Regions from separate parts of the Danio rerio genome. Here region 1 is linked to region 2. The links are chromatin contacts, called in public Hi-C maps. All regions are on one chromosome and are shown on one strand. Each heading gives the region's core, a stretch centred on a gene start, on an enhancer-like site or on the middle of the called end of the contact. The rest is flanking DNA. Distances are from core to core; before and after follow the strand shown. Region 1 has its middle 13 kb from the start of si:ch211-194g2.4. Region 2 holds the start of si:dkey-27h10.2.

What was found. Hi-C and Micro-C count contacts between places; a contact is called where the count stands out from the background.
Region 1: a contact with region 2 is called in a Hi-C map of an unstated tissue, with 7 times the contacts expected there. The contact joins the enhancer-like site here to the promoter of si:dkey-27h10.2 in region 2. A contact is called at or near these places in 6 of 18 Hi-C or Micro-C datasets (caudal fin, embryo, hematopoietic stem cells and 2 more) and 1 of 4 datasets of contacts at active chromatin or transcription factors (caudal fin).

The regions. Positions count from the first base shown.
Region 1 is chr1:39,032,086-39,034,785 of GRCz12tu, reverse strand. No RefSeq gene overlaps it. Among named protein-coding and RNA genes, the nearest start is that of si:ch211-194g2.4, 13 kb to the right of the region's middle. Within about 2 kb of position 1,450, at least 5 of the 62 cell types and tissues checked have an H3K27ac peak or open chromatin away from gene starts, as enhancers often do.
Region 2 is chr1:38,834,482-38,837,451 of GRCz12tu, reverse strand. It overlaps si:dkey-27h10.2, which reads left to right and starts at 1,698. Exons shown (of 10, transcript XM_073952539.1): 1 at 1,698-1,756; 2 at 1,974-2,174; 3 at 2,349-2,501; 4 at 2,899-2,934. The coding sequence starts at 1,726. It also overlaps a transcript of hhip not described here.

The sequences.
Region 1 (2,700 bases), core at 201-2,700, 200 kb before region 2:
GGTCATAGTAATTGGAACAGAGTAGTTCAGTTTTTAGTGTTTAAGTTCAGTGCAGTTTAGCTCAGTTCAGTGTGGTTTAAAATATGGTGTGTGCTAGAGTTCAAGGCAACTTGCTTTTTGTCCTTTATCACTAATTATTTAGATGACATGATTTGGTCTTTCAAAAGATAACGACTTGGTTTCTTGAGTTTACATAAAGTGTTCAAACTAACCCAACTGATTAAAAAATCTAGTAGATCTTACATGTGATATTTGGAATTTCTTCATTCTTTTTTAACACAAAAGAAAATATTTTGAAATATGCTTGTACCTGGCACCTATTAACTCCCATTGTAACTTTCCCTACTATGGAAGTTGATGGGTGTCAGTGGCCGGCATTCTTCAGAGTACTTTCATTCGAGTTAAAAAATGAGAAAGAAACTAGGGCTGGGCCGATAAATGATATTATATCGAATTGTGATGAAATTTATGTTAATAACAACGATAAGCCCTGCACTTTTCACTCTATATTGGTCTAAGAGCCAATCACAAAGCAGAAATGTGCAACAATGGCAAGTTAAAAGTGTGCTGATATTAAAGATGTATCATCAAAAATTTATCAGCCAAAAATATGTTATACCATTTAATGGACCCTCCAATTAGTCTGGCTTCAGTCATTGTACGCTTTTAAATCTGGAAGCATTAACAACTTACAGTTTATCGAAAGATATATCGCTATTGTTCAGTATGGAAAATAATTATCGAGATTGCATTTTTGCCACATCGCCTAGCCTTAGAAGAAACTCAATTAAGTTTTGAACAAGTGAGGGATGAGCAAATGGTAACTAAATATTTGACCAACACATTTGATGATAAACTCATAAAAGTTTAAAACCACACAAGATATGCCTTTTAATTTACCACATTTGTTTGGAATTGGAAACTTAGCTTTTTTGTTTTACTCTATATTTATCATTTTATTTGATATTTTCTTCAATACAATTCATATTTTTTTAAAAAGTTCAGTTAAATAAAAGAAAAACAAGCACACAAAAATATAATTTAGTAGGGTTCATTTATCCATTACATTTAAAGGTTCAGACACACTTTACATTTTCACTATTCAAAAACAACAATAACATGCATGGATCACTGCTTAATATAGCAGAGTGAAATTTGAACAAAATTTTTTTTACTAATGTTGATTATTTGTGCTTTTAGATTCAAGTGCTTTTTGTTTTACCAAAAAAAGAATATTGAATATATAAGAATATATAAGAATATAAGATTTTGACCCACTTAAGTGTAGGTTTTTAGGCTGTGCAATATAGGGTTAAAATGTCCACATTACAAGCCTTAGTGTCACAACAGGACGTACTTTCAGGACTTTCAGGAAATGCTTAAGACTTGTAGTACTTTCTTCTATAACCGGGCAGGTGGCCACTTCAATCACTAGGCTAAGCTCTCGGAAACAGCGCGTTACGTCTCACAGAGTGGGTGCGTGCCGGAGACCAGTCCCCACCGGGAAACTTGTAGTGCAGCAGTAATCGTGGAAAGTCTTGAGGATGAAAAAGGCTGTTTGTGATCACCCTAAGTGAATGGGACAGCACGAGTAATACAGGGGTCTGTGTGGTTTTATAGTTCAGTGCCTGTGTTTTGAGCGTGCGCTCTTTTCAGCAACGTGGGTGGCGGGTTACACTATCATCCCTCCACCCTCCAACTCCCCTCAGCTCTGTATTGTCATTGGCTCTTTGCAGGCCTTCTACTCATTACTCAGCTGCTTGGAAAATGGTAATATTGTTTTTTTATATAATGAAAGCCGAGCTGAGGGCTGAATTCCTAAATAGATGTGGCCAAAGAGTTGCTGGAGCTGCAGATGTCCAAATTAGATTTACATATTAATTATTTTCACTTAACTTAGCAGCAATAGCAGCAAGCAGTGTTACATTAGCACAAGTGTCCGCCCTTTCGCTCTGCCCAAGTGTCACATAAACAGAACTGAGAAAAATAACTAGAAAGACAGAGAGAAACTTTCCACCGCTGTGTGCGTTTCTTTTCCTCCCCAGGTTGATTTTCACTCCCTCCTTTCCTCTCGTAGCTTCCTCCACTTGTTTGCTTATTATTTGTAGTGCCAAGCTTGGCGTTAAATCTTATTTTTCGGTAAATAAACCAGTTTCTGGTAGGAATTACATACAACTTGGTGTGAGGTCTGCTTCATAAAAAGGGGCCTGGAACCTTTTATCTGAAATGTTTTCTGTTTGTGTCCTTTGTATAGATGCTTTCTGACAGCTTTGAATGAAAAAGAGCAGGTTTTATCGCGTTTCTTGTGGTGAGTTTGTGGAATTTTTTCCCCTCTCCAGGCATTGTGGTCAGAATTATTCGACGTGGCTCTATGTTCCCCCATTTCATTCCTTTGTTCTCGGCTGTCCCGTAAGTAGTTCCAGGGTTTGGAGTACTCTCTCTTTTCCTGTGAAGGTCCAATGTGACACCTGCTGTGGTGAACTTGAATTGAGTAGTCTACAAGTTTAAGAGTCTGGATGCAGCTGCCCATTCCCACTTCTGCCAGTGCTTTCAGCATAAAAGCAAGTCTTATATTTTATTCTTTATTTCCTTAATGTTTTATTGTCAGCTTGTCTATGATTTCTGTACTCTTGAATGCAGAATTCAGATAACATGAGATCTATGAGATAAAGGGTTTCATTGAAACATCTTGATAAAGGG
Region 2 (2,970 bases), core at 449-2,948:
TGTATTAGATTTAGCAGTCCACAATATTTTTTTTACTCTTTATTCAATCAACATCGTTTAGATTCAACCAACAGAAAGGCAAGTTATAAAAAAAACAGTAATAGAGGAAAAGTAGGTGTAAAAACAGGATTGGACCTTGTCTGATACAGTCTCACCCATATTTGACCAAAATTGTATAGTTTTCCTGATGGCGTCATTTATTTTGGTTGTGGTATATTCCAAAATATTAATGTCCAGTAAATAAAGTTTCCAAGTAAGATCAACTGGAGTGGATGTACTTTTTTTTTTTTTGCAGCAGCAGCAGCAGTCAGAACAACAGACCACACTATTTCAACAAACAGTAAACAAACAGTTTATATAAGCTCAAAAGCAGACCACTAATATATTTGTATATTACATATTATATTATATTTAAATATTTAAATGTTCTTTAGACATTTAGATGCAATATCTGAATATAATATATATATATAATTTAGATTTTCAAATATTAGATGTATTTACTAGCATAGTTGTGTATGATTTTATTCTACGTATGAGTTCTGCAACAAACTGTTTGTCTTCTCATACTTACAGTGACACCTTGTGTCTAAATGTGGTTTTACATAAAATGCTCTTGATTTTATAACCAGATTTCCAGTGTGCAATAACCAGAACCTAAACATGGATCTAATTAATGTCCTGGTGCCCTAAGAAACACTTTCACTGATTGCTATTTTTGATATTGATATTTTTAAAGGTCCCTATACCTGTACTTTTTAAAATGAATAAATAAAAACTTTATTGAAAATAAATAAATAAAAACTTTATCGGCTTCCAACAAGAAACCTTTAACATCCATAGAAAGAAAAATTACTCAGTTACTCAAAGATTAAAATGCTTATAACAAGAAGATTTTTTATTAATATTTTGAAAAGTTTCTCTAACGTTTATTTTTATTCATTCATTCATTTATTGTTCGTTTGGCTTAGTCCCTTTATTAATCTGAGGACGCCACAGCGGAATGAACTGTCCACTTATCCAGCACATGTTTTTACACAAAAAAAGCCCTTCCGGCTGCAACCTATCACTAGGAAACGATTGTGCTACCCACAGCGCTGCCTCAATGTTCTTTTTAGAAAGAATTATTATTTATAGTTGTAGTAATAATAATAATAATTATTATTATTATTATAGTTATTATTAATACTACTACGACTACTACAACTACTTCTTACTACAACTACAATCTTACTTCCCTGTCTGGAACCTTTGTTTTTTATTCATTTGTCAAGCATTTTAATTTTAAGTTTCCCTGATAAATGAAAATCAATGGTGTAAAATAAGAGCTGTTACCCCATATGCTGTGAATGCACTACATAGACTACTGTTAACCTTAAAAATAGAAATATCTATGGTGAAATTACTGGTGTGAGAAATTGCACATAAAATCTTTTAAACACAAATGCACACTTGTTCCTATACAGCTGGGTTTTCCATTTTTCCAGACTGCAAACAATGGATCACAATGTCCACACAACCTGTTCAAGTTTAAATGAAGAATACACTACATGTAGTGTAAGGGGATTTACAAAACTGCCTAAGTTCCTTACGTGCCTTTTTTGGTTAAATATCTGCTGCATCCTGTGCTGGTCATAGAAGTGGAAGTTACGTGGTTTCAGAGTGAGTATATGAACTGTCCTGAGGAAGGAACATACATATTACAAGATAGCATCTTTTCTCAAGATGTGCTACGCATCACTTCATCTCTTTCTTGGTGAGTTTGAAGACTTTTAACCTTAATAAAATAAGTCTAAGCTTTTAAATACAACAAAAACTTTATATGATTAAAATTAATTTGCTATTTAAGTGTATATTTAATATTTTAAGCCATTAAAATGACAGAATATGCAGCTGAGTTTTAGAGATGTAACAACTTGTTGATTATAATAAATACTGTATGTTCTTCATGAGCTTTCTCTGGTAATATACAGGGGCCATACTTGTCCTCGCAGTTGGAAATGAGGCCACAACTATGATAAACGGCACAAACAGCACCTTTATAGTTTTAAAGCCTGATAACACCACCACCAACAAAACCATTCTGGACAACTCTACTGTAACTTCATCACCTATATCGACTACTGTTCTATCAAACACAACAGAAGCCAACGACACATTAGATGAAGGATCAGGTAGCTTTTCATTTAGCTTGATATCTTGCTATTGCACATCTGCCCACACCACTGATGCAACAATGCAGAGAGACTATTGAGAAATATAATCCAGTCTAAATGCTATGCTGCTTGTTTTAGTGTAAATGACAACCTTTAACTGAAAGGAAGTTATATATTTTATCTGTTGTACAGCAGATTCACCAAATACTTCACCAACCTCTGAAGAACCGCAGACCACTAGCACCACAGACAATCCTCTGAACAAAGTCCCACAAGTCAGCACAAATGCTACGATTCAAACAACAACCAGAACAAGAACCAGCATAACAACTTGTACAACAACCAGTAAGAGAGAAAAATACTGACAACACAAGCAACGATCACTATTTGCTCTTTTCTAAATAAAAATGATCAGAATGACTTATTTTTTGTGCAAGAGATATACTGTATATGTGTGAATTACCTTTTAACGCTTAATTTGTTTCCTACTGAGTCATTCTTACACAGGAAGAAAGTGTGTGGTCTAGCTATCGCACATTTAAATCTGTAAAAAAAAAAAAAATCCTCAGCAACCCAGAACACATAAATAACAGAAATAGTTTACTGAAAAAAAATGCAAATTATTGCTTGACTTCTCTAACCAAAGTAGAGCACAAACTTGCCATTCACCTAAACATGTAGTCATATTCTTTGAGTATTACATTATCATACCTATGAGTGATACATTGCTTTTTTTTTCAAGCAACTAAAGCACCAGAGCCCAAAAAACATGGACCAGGTGAGTATTTTTCTATGTCTTTTCTCTCTCAGTGTT